Regions from separate parts of the Mus musculus genome. Here all the other regions are linked to region 3. A link is a contact called in public Hi-C, HiCAR-type and promoter capture Hi-C data. All regions are on one chromosome and are shown on one strand. Each heading gives the region's core, a stretch centred on a gene start, on an enhancer-like site or on the middle of the called end of the contact. The rest is flanking DNA. Distances are from core to core; before and after follow the strand shown.

Region 1 (3,949 bases), core at 87-2,586, 1.9 Mb before region 3:
CACTGGGGAAACAGGCAGCACAGAAAGATGGGTAGGTTCCAGAAGGATTTATTCTGTAGGCAGTGCACCGGTTTAAAAGCCCTCCTAAGGCATCTGCCAGCTCGGAGTCCAGCAATTTAACCACCTTTTCATCATAGTAATCGCAGTCCCAATTGGGAACGCCCTGCCGAAGGAGAAAGTAGCGAAAGCCATCCACAGTATAGCGATCAAGGCAAGTCCTGGGATCCACCACGTTGCCCAAGCTTTTGGACATTTTTTGGCCACTCACCGTCCAGTGCGAGTGGACATAGATGCGATGTGGTGGCCTCAATCCTGCCCCTAGGAGAAGGGCAGGCCAATAAATAGCATGAAATTTGAGAATGTCCTTACCTATGATATGAGAGGTGGCTGGCCACCAAGACTTGAAATCTGCATCTGGGTAGCCAACTACAGTGAGGTAGTTGACCAGGGCATCCAGCCACACGTAGATGGTCTGCGAGTCGTCCCCGGGAACTGGTATGCCCCAGTGCAGATGGCTACTCCTTCGAGAAACGGACAAGTCGGGCAGCTCCTCCTCCAGCCACTGAAGAACTGCCTGGTGGAACGGTTCCGGTGTGATTGCCTGAGGATTGTTTCCAAGCCACCGCTGGAGTGGTTCTCGAAACTGAGAAAGCTTGAAAATGTAATTTTCTTCCTTCGTCCAGGAGACAGGATGTCCGCTCTCGAGAGACACGGGACAGGGATCCCCGGACGGACCCACCTGCCGAGTAACCTTGGCCTCCGGCAAGAAGCACTCATCCGAGGCACAATACCACCCTTCATAGATCCCTTTGTAAAGCAGACCCCGGGCCTCCAGCACACCCCAGAAATGCTGCACCGCTACTCGGTGCCGAGCCTCCGTGGTGCGGATGAAGTCCGTGGAAGAGATGTCAGCCTCCCGGAAAAGCTGCAAAAACTGGGCAGACACTCGATCGCACAGCTCGATCGGGGCCAAGCCGGCGGTGGCTGCCGCCTGCTGGATCTTCAGGCCGTGCTCATCCGTGCCGGTGGAAAACCGCGTGGACGCAGAGCCGGGAACTCGGAGACGACGGTGGCGGCACAGGGCGTCGGCCAGTAGCGCCGAGTACAGGTGCCCGATGTGCGGCGCGGCGTTCACGTAGAAGATAGGTGTGGTGAAGTAGGCCCGCGCTTCCCCGGCGTCGCCACTAGCGCTCGGCGAGCACGAACCGTAGCGGCGACAGCCGCGGCCGAACCGGGTGCGCGTCAACACCCAGCGAGCACACTGCCGCAGCATGGTGACAGCCGGCCCCAGCACTGGAGGCGGTGTTCCCGAGCACGGGAAAGGGCGCGTGCGCAGCTGGACGGTACCGCCGCTTCCGGCGCGGAAGCCAATGAACGGCAAGCGTTGACTCCTGCGGCCCCGCCCGCAACTCCCCCGCCTCCACCGGTTTCCTGCAGCGCGCAGGGGCGGGTGGCCGGCGGGAGTTTTTGAGTAGTCGGCTAGTGGGTTCCGTGTCAGGGCAGTTGGGGAAAGAAGAGCGTATCCCGGGTGTTGTGCAGTTTTACTCTTTGAGATCTGTTCTGGATCTGAACTGAACTGATCGGTTCTGGACTGAACTTGTTGGCAAGATTTTTATATTGAGGTATTTTCCAAACTCATTAACTGTCAAAGCAGGGCACAAATCCGGCCTCTTGGTATCCTCTAGTCAACATAGAAAAACCATTTAAGGTTTGTCTCAGAATCTAAATAAATCTGAAAGAAAGGAAAATAATTTCACAAAGCGCTTTAAGGAACGATAAGCACTGGCAGAAAAGGAAATGACGTGTCTGAACATGTTGCTGAGCCTTAAGGATTGATTTGAGAACTCATCCAGGGACTGGAGTGCGGAGTCACAGGTGTGCAGATAAGGAAACATTAACTTTCAGCTTTATTGTACAAAACAAGTCACAATTTTCTCCTCTAATAGTCTTGAAATTCTTCCAAGACTGAGCTTTGAGAATGAAATCCTAATTTTTAGCAGGAGAGAATTTTAAAATCCCAAATTTTTATTATTAATCCTTGGCTCACTGCATATTTTCTCATCCACAACTGGCCTCCCCACCCCCATTTAATTTAAACAGTGTATATATGCACATACTAAAATGAGATTGGAACACCTATAAACCCTCACCCAACCTAAGTACTGTTAGTGATTCTCAAAGAATGGTCCCCAAAGCAGCATGAGACACACCAGGAACTTAGACATCTGAGGCCCATTCCCTACCTGCTGAGGCAGAAACTGGGATCTCAGACCAGCAATCTAAGCTTTACTTAGCTCACCAATGGACTGTGGTGCACATTAGTGTTTAAGTTAGAGATGAGCTGCAGTTGAGATCTGTGCGCTGTGTCCTTCCCTCTCTTCCAAGAGTAATAGTGCCCTGAGGGTTTGGTTTTTGTTTTTGGTTTGTTTGGGTTTTTTTTTGTTTTGTTGAGTTTTTTGTTTGTTTGTTTGTGTTTTATTTTTTTGGGTTTTTTTTGGGGTTTTTTTTTGTTTTGAGACAGGGTTTCTCTGTCTAGCCCTGGCTGTCCTGAAACTCACTGTGTAGACCAGGTTGGCCTTGAACTCAGAAATCTGCCTGCCTCTGCATCCCAGGTGCTGGGATTAAAGGCGTGCACCATCCACTGTGTTGCCTACTTGAACCGGGTACACCTGGAGAGAGAGAGAGAGAGAGAGAGAGAGAGAGAGAGAGAGAGAGAGAGAGAGAGAGAGAGAGAGAGGAGAGAGAGGAGAGAGAGAGAGAGGAGAGAGAGGAGAGAGAGGAGAGAGAGGAGAGAGAGGAGAGAGAGGAGAGAGAGGAGAGAGGAGAGAGAGAGAGGAGAGAGGAGAGAGAGAGAGAGAGAGAGAGAGAGAATGGAGCCAAGACAAAGGTCCTGATCAAGGCCCACGAGTTTATTAAGAGACCGTGCTTATAAGGGGGAAGGCCCATCGCCCCCCCACCCCCCCCACCCACCCCCGCCAGGCTTCTTGATGTATTGTTGCCAAGTTGTTAGCACTAGTCTGCCGGCTCCACACTTGGTGCCTGGAGCCATTTCGTCAGCACTCGGTGGCCAGGCTGGCCGCTTATTCCGGAAATTCTCAGGAAAACGGGTTCAGCTTCTCAGCAGGTAGCAGAAGAGCAGGGCAGTTGTCACTTCGAAAGAAGCCAGCCAGGTCGGACAGCTGCACCACAGGTGGCCCCACCTCAGTGGCAGACTAGTCTGTACCAGCCCGCTTCAGGCTGGGGGAAGCTACACCACTGCACAGCCTGCCCTGAGGTTTTACTTACACATTCACGTTCCTGTATAGCACCAATGCATTTGAGTAACACTGCCTATATTTAATTACCATTTTAAAAGACAGCGGGGCACGTAGTCTCTATCTTACCTTTCTAATTCAACATTTTCTTCCTAAGATTCAACCATATTGTTCATTCCTTTTGACTTCTGCATGGTGTGTAAAGACTTGTGGTGAGTTGGATATGCTTTTTGGGATGATTTAGAAGATAGACTGATGGCGTTCTCTACAGGAACTACAGAAGGTGAAACAAACGTCCACGGCGTAGTCAGTCTGTGTGTTCTAGTTGATCTGCAAATTTGCAAAAGGCAAGTAGAAAGTAGATAAAACTAAAAGTAGAGGGTTGTCTGCTCACTAGCATTCATGGTCCTGGAAGGTACTCTGCACTGACTAGAGGATAAAGCTAAACACCAAGCCAGTTACAAACCTTTCCTTATGCAATGATGGCCTCTCTGCATGATATGCTGGTACAACAATGCCACACAAGATGTGGGAGTAACCAACCACTGTCTGGTTGGATTTAGGGACCACTCCATGAAATAAAGCCAGTCCCTGACACTTCTCAGTTGGCCAAGAACCTGAGACTAGACAGGCATGGACCCAGGAGCAAACCAAACACTACTGTTCTGCTAGAAGGACAATAACAATAAAATGAC
Region 2 (3,740 bases), core at 632-3,131, 1.2 Mb after region 3:
CCTGCAGTAAGCCATGTTCAAGACCACACCTGAACTCATAGCACTTGGGAAAGCTGAGGCAAGAAGGCCACAAGTTCAAGGTCAGCCTGAGATGAATACTGAGCGCTTCTGAGGCTACACAGTGAGTCACTGGCTCAGAAAAAGAAATGTCTTTTTTTTTCATACAGCATTGCCAAATGCCATTTGAAAGAATAAAGTAATATTTGTCTCGTCAGATAAACATGAAGTCAGTTTTTATATTGTAATCCTAAAGGTTAAAAATTATAGCAATCCCTAAATTAAGGAAGTCTTGAGATAGAAACAAGTTACCTGTGACAATCATGTAACGGGATACACACCACTACACAATGGCACCACCACAATTCAGAGTGGGAGACTGTAGTAGCGCCAGACCTCTGAGGAAAGGTCTGTACTCTGATGGAGCATATGGGACTGTATGGATAAATACTTGTTTTCAAACACTCATGTGCAGGAATGAAGTCATGTCTGCTGCACAAATGCCCCTTCAAAGGATAATAAGGAAATGTCTACACTACAAAGCAAGCCGCCATTTCAAATACCATTGGAAAGGACTCCAGCCCACCACTGTGGCATGTCTGTAAACCTGAGACTGGCAAGACAGTCCTTAAACACCTGGCTCAGAGTCTGGAGTTGGCTCTTTCCTGTTTTCATGCCTCCAACAAACATTCTATCCTCCCGGTCTAGCCCGTTCTGCACAGACCACATTGTTTCCAACAATCTAGCAGAATTCCGTATAGATGGTACTTCTTCCTAAAACTGTCTATCCCTCCCACACATAACTTTCTTTGGCCTGTACCAGGCTGCCATTTGCACGGTTTTTAGCGCATGAACTTTCCACAGGAAGCTTGCTGTCTGCACGCATCAGAGCCTCTGAGGGGATATATTTTGCTATCAGCGTCCTCTGGACCCTACAGCGCCGGGCATATAGCCTAAGTGTTACTGAGCACAGAACCGTTTGTTCCGCTGAAACCTTGTATGTATCAGAAGGCGTAGGAAAGCAAAAGGCAAACCCCATGATGAACCTACAAGTCTGAGTCCTCATTGATCAATCAGGGCTCAAGTCATTCCTGCCAGATAAAAGCAATCTTCACCCATCCATTCACCTATCCCTAAACTTTTAGGTAGTGTTCGGGAGTATTTTAGATAGTGATTATACCATTAGTGGTTCTGCGGAACCTAAATACCACCTTTAAGTTTCAGAAAACCGGTAAGGGCTGATACATACTGAGATTCCAAATGCTTCCGTTCCCACGTAGACTTACTGGGCTGTCTCCGGGTGCAGGTTCGGGATTCAACACAAGCAATCACCACACACAGCAAGTTATATGCCAGTTGCATGCGCGGCGGCGTGGCGCCGGCTCAGGGTATGGAGCAGAGCTGAAACGACTGCAAAAAGAAGAAAATGTTACAGTGGTGGAAAGGGGCTGGAGGCAAGGCGAGCAAAGGTTAAGCGGGAAGGTGCAGTGTCTTCCGGGAGAAATGTCTATTGCACAAGTCATTTTACCCTAGAAGTGAGAACGGCAGGATAAGAGAGCCAAGCAGCGCCAAGAGTTGGGCAAGCGATCCGGCTCCTGGCGTTCTCTCTGCGGGATGACAGGTCACCTGTGGGCAGCAGACCCCAGGTCCGAGGAGAGGGCGCCCCACTTCCACCCGCACCCGCACCCGGATCCGCACCTGGCTCTCACTCACTCACTGCACGCAGGAGCTCGAGTCTGGGCAAATCTCTCTGCGCCGCTCAGCAGTGTCCCAAGTGGGTCTGAGGGGCGCGGTCCCGGAGGTCTCCAGGGAGCTTTGACAGACTCGGCGCTGAAAACCGAAAGTACCGGGCAGGAAAAAAGGCTAGAGGGCGTCCCGCCTCCTTCCGCCTCAGCCAATCAGCGGCAGAGATTGGCCGGCTGTTCCATCAGCGCACCGTCCCCCCCCCCTCGGCTGCTTGGCCTTCCTGGTCCGCGCGCTCCCTACCCGGCGTGCGAAACTTGGGGCGCCGCTGTGCGGTGCAAACCGCAGACAGGGGGTTGTGTTTACAAGGTTGGAAACTATAGGCTTGCGCAAGCTCAGTCTTGGAGATCCTGCATTAAGTAGGCGCATCACTGCGGGATTCAGAATTGGGGACTAGAGATTAACCTTCACGCTACTAAAGCCAGGGAGCTTAATTTACCAATTTGAAAACATTCAATACTTGCCTTTAACTCAGCAGCTACAGAGAACTTGCTCTTGCAGAGGACAGGGCTTGGATTTGCAGTGCCTGCGTAATGGTTCCCAACTCCAGTTCCAGGAGTCTAGTGCCCTCTTCGGACCTCCACTGACGTCAACCAAGCCTGCAAGAAGTACACATACACGCAAGCAAAACAAAAATGTCATGAAATAAAATAAATAATTCTAACTAATATGTTTAAGAAAAATAAAGCTTTACACAATTGACACCTCCATTACCGAAACTTTTGTCCCGCTTAGCCATCATGATGACAGGACCTCTTTGCTTCTTCCTTTCTCGCAGGACATCCCTCTGTCCCCCATCTCCATTATTAAACTACTAAACCAGAATGTGAGTCTCTTATCTACCCTTCTCCCGTTGTGCCTTTGATGACTGTCCCTGTAACTTCCATGTCCTGGAGCACTCCTAGATGTATACACACCCACTGCTTTCTTCCAAGTGTCACAGTTACCCTGTCCTTGGATATCTACTGAGTCTGTAAACCAACTGTACTCAAAACACAGGTTCCTCCTCATACCCCGTCTTAGTCTGGAACGGATGAGGGCCAAGCCATAGACGTTGCCCATTTAGTCCCGGACACTTGGTCCTCGAGCCTCGGTTGGTCTAGCTCCTGTTTCTACCTCTTCCACCACCCCGTCCTCTTACCTGGATCATTGCTGTGGCTTTTCTGGTGACTGCTTGACTTTGGCTTTTCACTCCCTTTTAATTTATCTGCCATACACTCATTTGGGTGATTTTTTTTTAAATCTAATTGCAATGCTGATCATGTCATGCCAATCTAAAAATTTCATGATGGCTTTTCTTGCTTGGTCTTAGACAATTCAAATTTCTCAATATATTCTCTAAAGCCATGTTCCCCTATCACTTTCTTTAATCTCAGCTTGTGCTACTCTGTTTTCATTGCTTAGTACAGCATTTTTATTCTTTGAATAAGCAAAACTCTTTCCCCAAACTCAATCTTCTCACCAGCAGTGTTCTCTTTGAAAAGTCCTCTAAGCCAACATCTGTATTCTCAAATTCTTTGAGGAGTCACTAACTCATGTTAAAATCTAGGATCAATTGGGTGCTGATGGCAGACAGCATTAATCCCAGTACTAAGCAGGCAGAGGTAAGCTGATTCCTGTAAGTTCGAGGCCAGCCTAGTCTAAAGAGTGAGTTCCAGGACAGCCAGGGCTACACTGAGAAACCCTGTCTTGAAAAACCCAAAATCAACCAACCAACCAAAGAACAAACAAAAACCCCTCAGATCAAATGTCACTTTTCTACATAGATATCACAGAGGACCAACTAGGTCTTCTTAGAATGCACACCTAGAGAATCAATTGTTTCCTTGAAACAGATGGAATTTGAATCATGCCTTGAACAGCACCACTTTAGTTGGCAAAAGATCTAAGTAATTTCCCAAGGATGTGTATATATGTGTGCACGTATATTATAGCCTTTATAGATGGATATAGTCTATTTTCTTGTCACACGTGCACCCTCACAAAGGCATCACAGAACT
Region 3 (3,846 bases), core at 1,017-3,516:
GAATAGTTTGAAGAGTATTTGTATTAGATCTTCTTTGAAGATTGGATAGAATTCTGCACTAAATCCATCTGGTCCTGGGCTTTTTTTTGGGGGGGGGGGTTGGAAGACTTTTAATAACTGCTTCAATTGCTTTAGAAGTTATGGGACTGTTTAGATGGTTTATCTGATCCTGATTTAACTTTGGTGTTTGCTATCTGTCTAGAAAATTGTCCATTTCATCCAGATTTTTCAGTTTTGTTGAGTATAGGCTTTTGTAGTAGGATCTGATGATTTTTTTTAATTTGCACAGTTTCTGTTGTTACATCTTCTTTTTCATTTCTGATTTTGTTTATTTGGATATTGTTTCTGTGTCCTCTGGTTAGTCTATCTAAGGGTTTATCTATCTTGCTGATTCTCTCAAAGAACCAGATCCTCGTTTTGTTGATACTTTGTATAGTTCTTTTTGTTTCTGCTTGGTTGATTTCAGCCCTGAGTTTGAGAAGGTACCATGAGGTGCTGAGAAGAAGGTTTATTCTTTTGATTTAGGATTAAATGTTCTATTGATATCTGTTAAATCCATTTGGTCCATAACTTCTGTTTGTTTCACTGGGTCTCTGTTTAGTTTGTGTTTACCTGATCTGTCCATTGATGAGAGTGTGTGTTAAAGTCCCCCACAATTATTGTGTGAGGTGCAATGTGTGCTTTTAACTTAGTAAAGCTTCTTTTATGAACGCGGGTGCCCTTGCATTTGGAGCATAAATGTTCAGAATTAAGGGTTCTTCTTAGTAGATATTTCCTTTGATGAGTATGAAGTGTCCTTCCTTATCTTTTTTGATGACTTTTGGTTGAAAGTCAATTTTATCCTATATTAGAATGTCTACTCCAATTTGTTTCTTGGGACCATTTGATTGGAAAATTATTCTCAGCCCTTTATTCTGACATAGTGTTTGTCTTTGACACTGAGGTGTGTTTCCTATATGCAGCAAAATGTTGGGCCCAGTTTACATATCCAGTCTGTTAGTCTATGTCTTTTTATTGGGGGGATTGAGTCCATTGATGTTAAGAGAAATTAAGGAATAGTGATTGCTGCTTCCTATTATTTTTTATGTTATTTTTATGTTTGTGTGGTTATCTTCTTTTGGGTGTGTTGAAAGGAGATTACTTTCTTGCTTTTTCTAGGGTGCAGTTTCCCTCCTTGTGTGGGTGTTTTCCATCTATTATCCTTTATAGAGCTAGATTTGTGGAAAGACACTGTGTACATTTTGTTTTGCCATGGAATATCTTTGTTTCTCCATCTATGGTAATTGAGGGTGTTGCTGTAATAGTAGTCAGGGCTGCTATTTGTGGTCTCTTAGGGTCTGTATGACATCTGCCCAGGATCTTCCAGCTTTCATAGTCTCTGCTGAGAAGTCTGGTGTAATTCTGATAGGTATGACTTTGCATGTTACTTCACCCTTTTTCCTTACTGCTTTTAATATTCTTTTGTTTGTTTGTTTGTTTAGTGCATTTGGTATTTTGATTATTATGTGATGGGAGGAATTTCTTTTCTGGTCCAATTTATTTGGAGTTCTGTAGGCTTCTTGTATGTTCATGGGCATCAAATTCTTTAGGTTAGGAAAGTTTTCTTGTTTAATTTTGTTGAGGATATTTACTGACCATTTAAGTTGGGAATCTTCACTCTCTTCTATACCTGTTATCCTTAGATTTGGTCTTGTCATTGTGTCCTGGATTTCCTGGATATTTTGGGTTAGGAGCTTTTTGCAATTTGCATTTTCCTTGACTGTTGTTTCAATGTTTTCTATGGTATCCTCTGCACCTGAGATCTGCATCTGGTATGTCTTAAGACAGAGACAGTGAACTCATCATATACATAAAATAAGTAAATCTGAAGAAGAAGAGGAGGAGGGGAGGGGAGGAGGAGGAGGAGAAGGAGGAGGAGGAGGGGGAGGAGGGAAGGGACGAGAAGAAGAGGAAGAGAAGGAGGAGGAGGAAGAGGAAGGGGAGGGGAGAGGAGGGGGAAGGGGATGAGAAGAAAAAGAAGAAGAGGAAGAAGGAGGGGGAGGAGGAGGAAGGGGGAGGGGGAGGAGGAGAAGAAAACCAAATTTAAGAGTATTAAATTATAGTGATTTATTTTTACATAGGATCCACTAGGGGGCGATACAGACCATTCATAGATTCTGCAGCCAAGCCACACCTACATTTAGCAGAAAACCATTTTGCAGTGGAGCACAACTCTTAATTCGACTTTTCACAACCCACCCCGCGCGCGCTTGCCACTGCGCAGGCGTGAGTGTGCGCACTCCATTGGTCGGGGTGCCGGAAGGGGCGGATTCCTGAGTGGAACCCAGGCTTCCTGCCGGGGCTGCTGGCTGCCGTTCCTTCCTCAGTCGCGGTTCTTGGCGTGCGGCGCGGCTAGGCGATGCCCAGCAGTGGGGTGCACGCCGATGGCCGCGCCGCGCCGGGGCCCCCACACACATCGACTGCGCACGCCGAGTCCCTTAGCAGCAAGGTGCCGTGGGACGCCGGGGAAGGGTGGTGGGCGGCGGGCCCCGCTGTGCCCTGTAGCCTCCGCCGTGCATTCTCAGCACCAGCAGCTGATTCCCCTCCATCCTGCAGGTTTGCGACGATGGAGGCGTGTCCCCTGAAAAAAAGTGACACACAGATGTGTTGCTCAGTCACACACAGATCTGTTGCTCTGTGGCTGTGCTTCATCCAGTTAGCCACGCACCCGCCTGGGTGCCATCCATGACGTCCATCATAAAAGTTTAGAAGTCTGTACCTGTTCTTCCAGACTCAGGCAAAAGCTTCTTAGCCGATTTTCTCAGCTGCCTGTTACCTTAAAATATATTCTCAACTTTAAGTGATCCTAAAAACATCTGTTTGGTCATCTCTTTATTATTCAACAAGAGAAAGGAGCACCCTATCAAATTAATTTTTTTCTATACCTTTAGGATAGGATTTCATAAATAACTCAGGCCAGCCTCAGATATTATTGCTTAGGCATTACTTGAATAATTCTCTTGCCTAATAGCCAGGATTTCAGGGAGGCAACCCCATACCGGAACTAGTCCTAACTTCCAGTTACAGACGAAAATCTTTAAACGTGTAGAGTGGAAGGGTGTGGGTATAGTCTTTTCAGATATTAAACATTCCTAAATTCTGTATTTTTTCTGTCCTATATGATATCTTCAGTACATTGCCTAATTCCCGCTGTACCACAGTGTACTGTGGTGTCACCTAAAGTGACACCTGTCATTCCTGTAATGAGCATAAAAACACTGTACAAGCAGACTTGAATCTCAAGGAAAGCGTACTCAATATGGCTTTGTAGGTTATTAGTACAGCTCTCAGGACTTAATAGACTATTTGCCTAGCTTAACGATACCAGCAATATGCAGTCCTTAATACTTGAAATAGAATGATACAGTGGTGGAAAATCATGTTGGATCAGTGCAGGTAGGGCATTCAGTACCATAGTACCATTTCATTTGTTTTATCCGAATGTCTGGCTGTCATCTAGTGCATACATCATAAAACCATTGGTTGTTGGTAAAGAGGAGAACCCACATTCATTTTATTTCTCTCTTTTTGTCTACAGCAAGACCTTATAAAACTAAAAGATTGGGTTTTTGTTGTTTTCGGGAGAGGTTTTGTTTGTTTTTGGTTCTTTTGTTTGGTTGTTTTTTGTTTTTTTCAAGACAGGGTTTCTCTGTGTAGCTCTGGCTGTCACAGAACTCAGTCTGTAGACCAGGCTGGCCTCGAACTCAGAAATCTGCCTGCCTCTGCCTCTCAAGTGCTGAGATTAAAGGCGTGCGCCACCACTGCCTGGCTTAAAAGATTGGTATTAATTTGGGTAGGCAGTGGCTC
Region 4 (3,541 bases), core at 674-3,173, 1.8 Mb before region 3:
TTCTCTTCTATTACATTTTATTTAACCTTGTCATAAAGTGGGAAAATGAAAAAGTCTGCACATGACTTACTCATAACAACACAGCAAAGGGACATATTGCAGTGTTTAGTCTGAACAATTTTTCAAAGTTAAAAATTTTTCATCTAAGGATATAGCTGAGCCATGAGTACATGCTTAAAATAAATTGTGCACTCTTAATTTACCACAGGAAAAGTCCTGGATGTAATCCCAAGAATTGTTTTTAAAGGAAGCCATCACTTAAAAATTAGAAAAAATGTTGCCTATGCACAATAATAGTTATCTGAAAACAAGAACCCTTAGAAAGAAGAGTTGTTAAATAGTAGAAAGTATACATAGTATACAAATTTCCAACCCAATCAAGGCAAACTGACAGCTCATGACTCAATGGTTTTTGACTCAAAAGCAATTCTCTAGGGCTAGAGATGTAGCTCAATTGATAGGTGTCATTCCCCAACACTGTATAAGCCCTGAATGGTGGTATGTATTGTAAGTCTAGCCCCCAGAGTTTCGGCAAACAGAGTCCAAGGTCACCTTCAACTATATAGTATAATTCGAGGGTAGCCTGACTTTGAGAACCTTCAAAATCCATAATAAATAGCAAGTCTCTAAATTGGATGTGTGTGTATGGGGGAGGCAGGTGGATCTCGGAGTTCGAGGCCAACCTAGTCTACAGAGCTACTTCCAGGAAAGTCAAGGCTACACAGGGAAACCCTTGAGAGAGAGAGAGAGAGAGAGAGAGAGAAGAGAGAGAAGAGAGAAAGAAGAAAGACAAAAGAAAGAAAAGAAAAACAGTAACTCTCTAAAACTCAGTAGCATTAAGTATTTTGATTTCCACTTGACCCTAAAAATTACATTTTAACAGAAAAAGTTTACTCAGTACACGGTAAGAGGCAGCAGGCTGGGCAGCAACAAGAACACAGCCTGCTAAAATTACATTTTAAACATATCTCTTTTGATTTTAGAACTTCTACTCAACGACTCAACCCATTTCCAAAGGCTGATTAATCCTATCAAGTTTGAATGTCAACGTGGGTGGTTTTTTTTTTTGGGGGGGGGGTCTTTTCCGTTCTTTTCTGTTCTTTTTTACTGTGAAGCATCCCTGGTTTGCAAGTCCTAAGAAGCACCAATTTACTCCCCATAGTGCCCTACTATTATTTTGATGTATATAATCAGTTCATTCCGACTATTGTCCACGCGCATTAGCATGAATATACGCAAGGAATGACATGTAACAAGTCACAACCTGGTGCCGAAAACTTGCTGGACCAGAGAACAGCTGCAGGGAAGCCGAAGGGAGTGGTGGCAAAGACAAACAACAGGAGGATAACGCAAACTAGTGCCACCTGCATCCGGCTAGACCAACTGGATGGAGCCGACCGGCAGGTACGTCACCGGCCAAGCTTGCTCCCGGTGAGGTGGGCAGTGTTTACAGCCCTCGACGCCGGCGGTCCCGACGCGGGGACAGCCCCCTGGTCCCCAGCTGGCCCACCCCACACCCGGGCGCCGTCAGCTGCCACTCACAGCAGGCAGCGCAGCAGCAGCCGCTGGTGACAAGCGTCAGCCCCGGGCCTCGGCGAACACAGCGGGGTCCTGCGTCTAGCAGGCCTCCAGGGCGGCCGGCGCCGGCTCGGCTGCCTCCGGGGCCGCGGCTCCGGAAGCGCAGGCCAGCCACCGCGGCCACGGCCCCCACCCGCTCGCCCTGGCCTCTCCTAGACGGAGTCCCGCCAGCAGGAGAGCCCCGGCTCGGCCCCGCCAACTCTGTGACAGGAAAGCCGTAGGGACGATACCTGCGCCTTGGTGCCTGGCCTGTTCCGCCTCAGCACTGCCGTCCCCTCCGCCATGACCATAGTGCCAGAGTCTGGGCGGCTGGCGTCGGTACCCGGATGTGGGGGCCGGCAGCTTGCGCGGGGGGCGGGGCACGGCGGGGCTCAGCGCTGCGGCGGCGGGGAGGGGCGGCAGCCTGCGGAACAGCCGCCGCCCGCGCGGAGCACCATGGGAAGAGTGCCGAGCCCGCGGCTCCGGCGGAGGGAGGAGCACAGAATGAACAGCCGGCGGAGCTCCGCCGAGGCCGAAAAGGAAGATGCGACCGGAAGCTGGGGTAGAGAGCCGCTTCCAAGGTCTGTGGTGCAGGTGACCCAAGCCTGCGTCACTTGTGGGTGTTTGTCCTTCAGCTGTCTATAGACTGGAAGGGCAGTTTGCACAATAGTGACCATCTCAGAAAAGCGAAATGAGAACATAATTCTCCACCCCAGATAATCTGGTAAATTTTTATAGAATCTTCATGGATTAACCCAATCTAGAATCAGATTGGCTGGGTCGGTTAAAGGGAAGACAGGAGGTACTGATAAATCTTGCTTCTAGGGTCCTCTTACTGAAAAGCCAAGGACTCTTTCAATGACAAGTTGGTTTCCGTAGATAAAAGACTCAATGCTAAATTAAAAAAAAAAATGCCCATCATGAGATAGAAAGCGCACATCTGTTATTGTGTGTTAGAGTTAAAATAAACTCACATTTTTGCAAGTCGGAAGCAGGAGGAAATGAATAGCCCTTGATGGCTTTTATGAATTCTGTATCTTAACAAAATTCCAAGTTTCTCGTGTTTTTAAGTGTGATGTTTTTTGTGTGTTTTCTTTTGTTGTTGTTTTGGTTTTGTGTTTTCTTTTTTTGGAGACAGCGTCTCCCTGATGTTCCTTGAATTTAAGAGATTTGTTTTGAGTGCTGGGACCAACGGAGTACACGGCATGCCCGGCCAGGCTTAGGGGTTCATGTGTAATCCAACCCAGGTGATCCCACACCTTTTTCTGAATCCCTTGGGCGCATGCAGGTAAAAAGCTTACACACATTAAATAAATAAGCAAGTAAATAAGCAAAACAGTTAAAAGAATTGTTTAGAATTCAAAGCCAGCATGGGCTACATAGAGAGTTCCAGGCCAGGCAGGGCTACAGAGCAAGACTTAAATCTTCTCTCAATCTTTCCCAAAATAAGAAAAAAAACACAGCATTTTTACCAGAATCTTTTTTTTTTCCAAACAAGAAAAGTTTGTTTTGGTTTATAGTACCATGGGACACCTGGTGAGGAAGTTGTGGACACTGGGTAAGTGCTCTTTATAACTTCAAGAGCATGGGGTTCAGAAACAGAGGTCTTAAGCTGGAGGCAGAAGCTGGTATCTGCATCAAGACCCGCCCAAAGTGAGCCACTTCTCAGAGCTGGGCCATGGTTAGAATTACACAACCTCCAAATCGAATCTCAAGCTGAACACCAAGTGTTCCAACATAAGAGCTGCGGCGGGGCAGAGTGGCGCCTTTAATCCCAGCACTCAGGAGGCAGATACAGGCTGATCTCTGTGAGTTCAGAGTATGCCTGGTCTACAAAGAGAGTTCAAGGCCAGCCAGGAGTATGTAGTGAGACCTTATCCTTAAACAACAACAATAGTAAGAATGAACGGAGGAATTCCCTTATTCAGATTGGCCTATGGATATGCCTAGGGAGCCCTATCATTATTAATTACTGATGTGGGGG
Region 5 (3,674 bases), core at 151-2,650, 1.1 Mb after region 3:
GGTTGAGAAAAAAGAGAAAAGAGGCAGTAAAAACAGATAACTAGTTTGTAAGAAACTGAACAACACTAAGGTTTGAAAGCAACCCATAAGTTAGAAAGACAAAGTTAGATATTATTAAGGGTAACATTTGCTATCTCTCCCCTAGAATGTATTGTTTTTCCTAAATATATAACTTTGATTCACTAATATTAATATTTTTGACAAACTAACCTTAAGCAATAATAAAAGCCACCCAAGTAATATAAAATTCTGGCTTTTTTTCCCCCCACAAGGTCATTTCCTTCACACTTTTTATTTTTATCTAAAGAGCAGGTTGAAAACAAAACAAAAACTTGAGCATGACAAGCCTGTAGGCACAGTCAGATTCTTTGGTTACTAATCTCGTTCAACATGTACAGATTGATTGGATTACTAAATCTGGTGAATTACATATCCTGCTAACTTTGGTGAATCTATGCATTTAAGCCTATCTGTTTCAGGAAATGGTTTAAAAAGCGGTTTTAGTCCTGAGTGGTATATGTGTGCAGACTCAGGAAACATATGATGCACACACATCTAAAAGGATACATGGATGAGGTGATGCTGTGCTGAAACAGTTTTGAGACATGGTATTCAGATGCTTCTATTTTAAAATGGCTTTTAAAATAGAAAAAGGATCTGCAGTATTTTGCTTTCAAGTCAACTGGTACTAATGAAATAATCGCCGTTCAAAAGATTTGGAGAAATCTTGTAGAAGATAGAAGAGATCCACCCTTACTCTGGCTTTTTCTCTATTCTTCGTTGTTCCTACGCTCAAACGTTCTAAATGTCTTAAGTTGCATAGCTGAAAGGATTTTGCTCATTTTTTCCAAAACATTTCGCTTCTGGGCAGTAGCCAACCATGGAAAGTTTTAAGCACATTTGGGAGAGGGATGAAGCTAGTCAGGGCGGCCTTGGCAGAACCGATGCCTTCAGAGGGGCGGACACATTCCCCTAACCGAGGGGGCGAGCAGTAGGTTTGGACCAGACGATCTGCCACCGCCAGCCTCCCTCCAGCCTTGGGCGGCCTGAACAGGCGCACTCCAGCTTCCTCAATAGCTGGAGGACGTGCTTCCCTGGAGCGCACCTGCCTGGTGAATGGCCAGACTCCGGAGCTACGGGTCCTCGCCCAGCTTGGCCTCAGGTGGCCCGAGGCAAGGGGGAAGAGCGGTCGGCGGGGCTGACACACGTCAGTCGTCCTTCTCCCCGCCCTCCAGGACCCAGCGGGACTGCGTACGGGCGCGGAGACAAATTTGACCGATTCTCTAGCCAATCAGAAGAGAGGTCGGCAGGCTGAGCCAATGGAAGAGCTTGCAGGGGGCAGGCCGTCAGCGTCCTCCCGCCCCCGGTTGGTGAGCCTGGTATGTCTCCAGCCCTCCCTTGAGCGTCAGTCTCAGTGCGGAGCTCGCGGCGGCCAGAGCAACTTCGGCTGGCTGCAGGCTGGGCGGCGGCGGCGGCGAGGGCGGCGGCGTTGGCGGCGGGAGCGGCGGAGCTGGGGCCACACCCCGTCCCGGACTTTTTCTCTTTCCAGTCCTCTCCCCGCCGTGCGGGACACGGTTCCGGGAGCAGAGCGGCCGCCCACGCCCCAAGCATCCTCATCTGACGAGCGGGCGCCGGCGGTATGATGCGGCTGCGAGGCTCGGCGATGCTACGGGAGCTGCTCTTAAGGCCGCCCGCCGCCGTCGGAGCCGTCCTGCGGCGCGCGCAGCCCCTCGGCACGCTGTGCCGGCGCCCCCGGGGCGGGAGCCGGCCGACCGCTGGCCTGGTGGCCGCTGCGCGACTCCACCCGTGGTGGGGCGGGGGCGGCCGCGCGAAGGGCCCCGGCGCGGGCGGCCTGTCCAGTTCGCCCTCGGAGATCCTACAGGAGCTGGGGAAGGGGGGTACGCCGCCACAGCAGCAGCAGCAGCAGCAGCAGCAGCCAGGGGCGTCGCCACCCGCAGCCCCGGGCCCCAAGGACAGCCCGGGGGAGACCGACGCGTTCGGCAACAGCGAGGGCAAGGAGATGGTGGCCGCGGGCGACAAGTGAGTTGCGTGGGTGAGGCTGAGGGGAGGGGTCGGGCCCTGGGCGGTGGGCGGTGGCGGTGCGGCTTAGCAACGGAGGTTCGCGGAAGAGAAAGAAAGCGATGCCAGGCGGCCTGCGACGGCTGTGCCATGTGATTAGGCCCGGCCCCGCCCGCGCCCCTCGCCTGCTCCCACTTCCCCTCCGTGGCCGGCGCGAGTCGCCCCGGGGTGACGGGTGAGCGCCGGGAGGGTCTTGCCTGCTGAAGCCCCTGCCGGGCAGAGGCTGCTGTCCGGCCGCGCCGCGTGCTCAGCGCCCCGGCTCTGCGAGGGTGATGCCACGCGAACCTCCATCTCTCCCGAGTGACATTGAGGAGTCGGGCGTAGAGCGGAGCTTCTACCTTCCCGATTCACCTTTTTGCCAGGCCGCAGTTCCCCCATTCTGTAAGCCTCCACCACCATCCCACTGGATGCCAGATGTGGCCTTGGGTTCTTAATCCTCCTGAGGTGGATCGTTTTGGCGTGCGTAGAGCCATCTGGGCCACCGGAAATAATGCTTCAGAAATGAGATTAGGCGGAATAGGGACATGTGGCCTAGAGGACGAGGAACGCAGCATGGACCACCTGTTCCTATCGGGACCAGTGATGGCTTGTCTGATGTCTTCTGTGCGGTGGACAGATTTTTAAAGGATAAAATTGTTTTAAAAGCACAAAAATAAGGTGACATAAAATACACAAAATCTAAGTAGTTTTAGGGACTTGATTGTGATAGGATGTTGACTCATTGTGTATATAGGGTGGGAATTTAGCCTAAGAGCAAAATTGAGTTTTCTTTGCTGAATGCTTTTGTGTAATATAGTTTCCCCAACTAGGTAAACACTGACTTTTAGGCTTTTTCTGTATCCTATTTTTCTGACTTTATACTGATATGGTGTATCCTGTTTTGCATTTTACTTCTCTTCCAGCTCTGCACAGTAGCTTAAGTCAAACTGAAAGTGTGAATTTTATGACTTCAATCTCAGGCCTGCTTAATGTTTCCTGTAATTGATGTGGGTACCTTCCTAAAACATTCCTGGTTATTTTCCCAGAGTGAAAATGTTATTTAAAACAAAATGAAACAACAACAAAAACCCTTAATAAGGAAAAAGGCACTTAATGATGGTATTCTGTGATAGTAGCTTTGTACCACAAACTACCTTGATGATCATGGGCACATTATTACATGTGTTGGATTAGATGACTCAAATCCCATTTAGTGTTTTTGTTTTGTTTTGCTTTTCAAGACAGGGTTTCTCTGTGAAGCCCTGGCTGCCCTGAAACTCACTCTGTAGACCAAGCTGGCCTCGAACTCAGGGATATGCCTGCCTCTGCCTCCCAAGTGCTGGGATTAATAAAGGCATGTGCAACCTCCTCCAGGCTTTGTTTTGTTTTCAAAACCTACACTTTGGTTACATTTGCACCTCTAATGTTTTAGAAAGTAGAAGATGTATTGTTTGTTTAGTCAAATACCTTACCTTCACCTTACCATCATTTGGTTTACACACATGCACAAACACATGTTTACTCTTAACAGTTAATATCCAGGTTGCAGGATGGGAGGGTACTTTCTATTAAAGTACCCTGGTTCGGGGGTGGGAGGGATTTTTGTTTTTGTTTTC
Region 6 (3,462 bases), core at 82-2,581, 1.2 Mb before region 3:
CTTTACAAATAGTCCGTATCTTGTAGCTAGGTGTATTTGCTTAGATATCCAAGTGTTTCTGTCTAGGGTTAAAAAAATTGTTACCCTTTTACCTTTGGATTGTAGCTTCTTGATGTGAATAGCAGGGTTTTGTATAAGATAAACAATTAGCTTCCTTTTCGGTCTTGAAATTCTTTGATTTCATGCATCCTATCCAGCTTTCCTCAAAATATTTGCTAGAAAATTAATCTAATAAAATAAAATTGAGTCAGTGCCAAAGATCATTCTAAGTAAAATTCTGAAGTTAGCAGCACGCACGCACGTGCACACACACACGCACACACACACACACACACACACACACACACAAAACTCATCTGCTGTCTGGTTAGCTTTAAGGGCTGACACCTCATAACATTTCAGCGTTTCGAAGCTGTTACAAGTATTATCAATGGGTTTAATTTGCTTTTTTAAAACCCCTTCCTTTGTGTAAAGACAAATGGAAATTCTTCAAAATGAACTAAGTTATGAGAAAGAGTGGAAGCTTGAGCAAAATTCTCTTCTAACGTCATTGTGGAACCAGTCCCCAGAGACATGGGGGACTTGGAGAGCACCTCAAGTCAGTGCCGACCTGGTCCTGCAGGTACCAACTGGGAACATCATGTTGGTAGGTATTTTTATATTGTTTTTTTTTTTTTTAGACTTCGTCTGATTAAGGCTTCCACCAAGAACAGGATTTCCTTTGACTGTCGTGTGTTTTGTTTCAATGAGCAGGTGTTGTTACTACCTACAGGGCCCAAGTCGGTGGTCTAAGAGGAAGGGGGAAAGCCATTTGTCTCTTCTGGAATCAAGCTAGTTGGTCCTTGAAGCGAAATTGCGGAGGCCCGAGATGGTTCAAAATTGAACAGGATGGGGTTTGAAACTGTTGCAGGGGAAGGTGTGCGTGACAGCCACCTGACACGCCTTTGATGTGCCGCCTCTCTTGGCCAGTTAGCTCTGAATCTCTAACAGTCTCTGGACTCTAGGGCGTTATCCTTGCCCCTGGCCAATTCCTGCGGTACCCACCCGGCCATTCCCTCTCCTGCCTCTGGGATCCCGCGCTCCCATCCCCCTCTCCCTTTCTTCCTCCACTCCCCGTCCCCCCGCCCCTCTCGCCCCCTCCCTTTTCTCTCCATGCCCTCCAGCCCAGCCCACTCCGCTTTCTCATTCCATTTTTTAGGCACACAATCTCGCTCACGCTGCAAACGCCCACAGCCCCCTCCTCCGTGGGCGGCACCGCGGGCCGGCTGCTCGCAGTTGCGCAGGCGCGCTGAGCGGCAGGCGAAGGGGAGGGGGTGCTGGCGGGCTCCGCGCAGGCGCGCGCTGCTCAGCTGGGCACGGCTTGGCACCGGAGTCTTTCCCTCGCTCTGTCTAGGCTGCCGAGCTTCTCCTGGTGTAGAGGCGCTCGTCTGCACCATGTTTCTCCACTCAGTCAACCTCTGGAATCTGGCGTTCTATGTCTTCATGGTGTTTCTGGCGACCCTGGGGCTGTGGGATGTCTTCTTCGGCTTCGAGGAAAACAAGTGCAGCATGAGCTACATGTTCGAGTACCCCGAGTACCAGGTACGGCCCTCCCTTACCTGCGCGCCCACACCTCCCGGGCTTCTCTCGGGCTCAGATGGAACGCTCCGACTCGGAGCTCTCCTGGCACTCGAAGTCTCCTGCTTCGTGCTGGGCAGGGCATCCTCGCCTCCGCGACCCCTCGTCCCCCACCCAGACTCCGGACCCCGACTTCTGACCGCCAGAGAGCCAGCTCTGGTCCCTCTCCCCAATCCTTATACTTCCCGGACCCTCCTTTGCTTGCAAGGAGATGATTTCTCTTCGCGCCCAGTGATGGGCGTGCGTCAGATTTCGCTTTTCTGGAAAGAAGCAGCGTCTTGCAGAGTTGCCAAAGCTGATTTAAAAAAGAGGCTCTGAGGTTTTACCTCTGGGTGAAGTGACAGACTGGCCTGATTAATAATTAAACTGAAAACTATCTAGTTTTCCTCCGGTGGAGAATTTTGCCGATCCACCTGTTCTGTAGGTTTTGAGTCCGTGGGTGTGTGAGTGTGCGTACCTGTGTTTTCGCATGCCTCTGAACAGTCAGTGACCTGCATAATCGATTACGATATCTGTTATAATCGGTTGCATGTACATTCTGGTGTTATTTTGTCTTCTCACTGGGTTTAACAGGATCTGCCTCCTCTTTCATCGCCCCCCCCCACCTCCTCTGTTCTAATTTGAATGCTTTCATTAATTGCTTCATTTGTTCCGCGTAGTAGAATCTAAAATTTCATTCATGACCAGCAGTAGAAAGAGATGATAACAAATTACACAGCTGTCAGGAGAAATTCCCTTTGGTGATATTTTTCTTGAGATTTCTAAATGAATCTAAATTTTGGAATATCTATTATAATAACTCCTATAAAATATGCATAATACATTTTGATAAGGTGCATTCTTAGTATACTTTTAGGATCATAGCAGATTTTTTTTTCTGTCGATAAAGAATGAAAATCAGGATTGAGTCTGTGTACAGGTCCTTATAGAGGGAGCCTGTTTGATGCTCTCTTATTTACATTTAAAAACTGAAGTTTAAGTTGCTGAGGAGCAAGCATCCTTTCCCATGGATATTTTCTAGTAGATGAGTTCCTACCTTGATTTTGCATCAGTGGTTATGAGGGAAAGTGAACACTGCATTTCAGATGCTTTTGGAGATTTTTAACAAGTTAGTGTTAATTCCAAAGCTAATGAACTGATATGATGTTGGCTTATGTTCATTAGAATCTTAATAGTTAAAAATAAGAACTTTAGGGTTTTTTTAAAAACTGAAAATAGAGTTTATTTTAGTTCTCTTTCATTGCCTATGATTTAATAATTTGAAAACTCGGTAATATTGAAGCAGGTCGCTTTAGTGTAGTACTGTATTCAGTGGTTACAATAAAATCATTTTGGAACAATAGTTTCCATTTATTTTTAGATTTCCCACAATTATTTGGTCTGTTTTAATATTTGCAGTAGTAGAAATTGCCTCCATGTTCAGAACAAAGCATATGGATCTCACAGATGGGCCTTGTGCCTCATGAAATTGACTAGAAAGAGAAAATTAGTGTCATTGAGACAAAAGAGCTAGTGGGCTTTTTTTGTCGGTATGTAGTTATTTTGGTACAAATTGCTGTTTTGGAGTTTGACACTTAATAATTTGTGTGCACAGTAATAATCATAGTGGTGGAAGTTTTAGTACACATTTTTAGCAGACTTTGAATGAATTATGTTATTTTACAAACAGAATTAAGGCCTACCTATAGAAATGAGCCCTTTTGAATAAATATTGAGATTTTTAAGAGCCAAGTGGCTTTCTTATGAGTAAAGCTGTACTAAAGATAGCTTATCTCTTGCCTTCTAGATTAGCATTTCTGAAGCTTTCTAATTGTTTGCAGGTTGGTGTCCAGCAGGTGGCATGAC

The links. Promoter capture Hi-C pulls out the DNA fragments that hold promoters and counts their contacts. Hi-C and Micro-C count contacts between places; a contact is called where the count stands out from the background. HiCAR-type assays count read pairs that join an accessible place to other places.
Region 1: a contact with region 3 is called in a Hi-C map of CD8 T cells, with 4 times the contacts expected there. The contact joins the promoter of Mars2 here to the promoter of Asnsd1 in region 3. A contact is called at or near these places in 1 of 39 promoter capture datasets (pre-B cells), 1 of 484 Hi-C or Micro-C datasets (CD8 T cells) and 2 of 9 other capture datasets (adipose tissue and liver).
Region 2: a contact with region 3 is called in a Hi-C map of pre-B cells, with 4 times the contacts expected there. The contact joins the promoter of Stat1 here to the promoter of Asnsd1 in region 3. A contact is called at or near these places in 4 of 39 promoter capture datasets (cranial neural crest, hippocampal neurons, liver and 1 more), 1 of 484 Hi-C or Micro-C datasets (pre-B cells) and 2 of 9 other capture datasets (adipose tissue and liver).
Region 4: a promoter capture Hi-C map of pre-B cells shows a contact between it and region 3, with 5 times the contacts expected there. The contact joins the promoter of Mob4 here to the promoter of Asnsd1 in region 3. A contact is called at or near these places in 2 of 39 promoter capture datasets (the HPC-7 cell line and pre-B cells).
Region 5: a HiCAR-type map of astrocytes shows a contact between it and region 3, with 4 times the contacts expected there. The contact joins the promoter of Gls here to the promoter of Asnsd1 in region 3. A contact is called at or near these places in 2 of 39 promoter capture datasets (hippocampal neurons and pre-B cells), 2 of 484 Hi-C or Micro-C datasets (neutrophils and uterus), 1 of 115 datasets of contacts at active chromatin or transcription factors (astrocytes) and 1 of 9 other capture datasets (liver).
Region 6: a promoter capture Hi-C map of hippocampal neurons shows a contact between it and region 3, with 3 times the contacts expected there. The contact joins the promoter of Pgap1 here to the promoter of Asnsd1 in region 3. A contact is called at or near these places in 3 of 39 promoter capture datasets (3T3-L1-derived adipocytes, hippocampal neurons and pre-B cells).

The regions. Positions count from the first base shown.
Region 1 is chr1:55,234,564-55,238,512 of GRCm38.p6, reverse strand. Mars2 (methionine-tRNA synthetase 2 (mitochondrial)) reads right to left here and starts at 1,336. Exons shown (of 1, transcript NM_175439.3): 1 at 1-1,336. The coding sequence starts at 1,273. Gm10561 (predicted gene 10561) reads right to left here. Exons shown (of 4, transcript NR_166489.1): 3 at 3,384-3,584; 4 at 2,889-3,150.
Region 2 is chr1:52,117,579-52,121,318 of GRCm38.p6, reverse strand. Stat1 (signal transducer and activator of transcription 1) reads right to left here and starts at 1,881. Exons shown (of 25, transcript NM_009283.4): 1 at 1,696-1,881; 2 at 1,247-1,407.
Region 3 is chr1:53,351,172-53,355,017 of GRCm38.p6, reverse strand. It overlaps Asnsd1 (asparagine synthetase domain containing 1), which reads left to right and starts at 2,266. Exons shown (of 6, transcript NM_133728.3): 1 at 2,266-2,488. Asdurf (ASNSD1 upstream reading frame) reads left to right here and starts at 2,266. Exons shown (of 4, transcript NM_001353501.1): 1 at 2,266-2,488. The coding sequence starts at 2,399.
Region 4 is chr1:55,129,627-55,133,167 of GRCm38.p6, reverse strand. It overlaps Mob4 (MOB family member 4, phocein), which reads right to left and starts at 1,923. Exons shown (of 8, transcript NM_025283.3): 1 at 1,809-1,923. The coding sequence starts at 1,868.
Region 5 is chr1:52,230,958-52,234,631 of GRCm38.p6, reverse strand. Gls (glutaminase) reads left to right here and starts at 1,400. Exons shown (of 18, transcript NM_001081081.2): 1 at 1,400-2,040. The coding sequence starts at 1,640.
Region 6 is chr1:54,555,553-54,559,014 of GRCm38.p6, reverse strand. It overlaps Pgap1 (post-GPI attachment to proteins 1), which reads left to right and starts at 1,331. Exons shown (of 27, transcript NM_001163314.2): 1 at 1,331-1,581. The coding sequence starts at 1,435.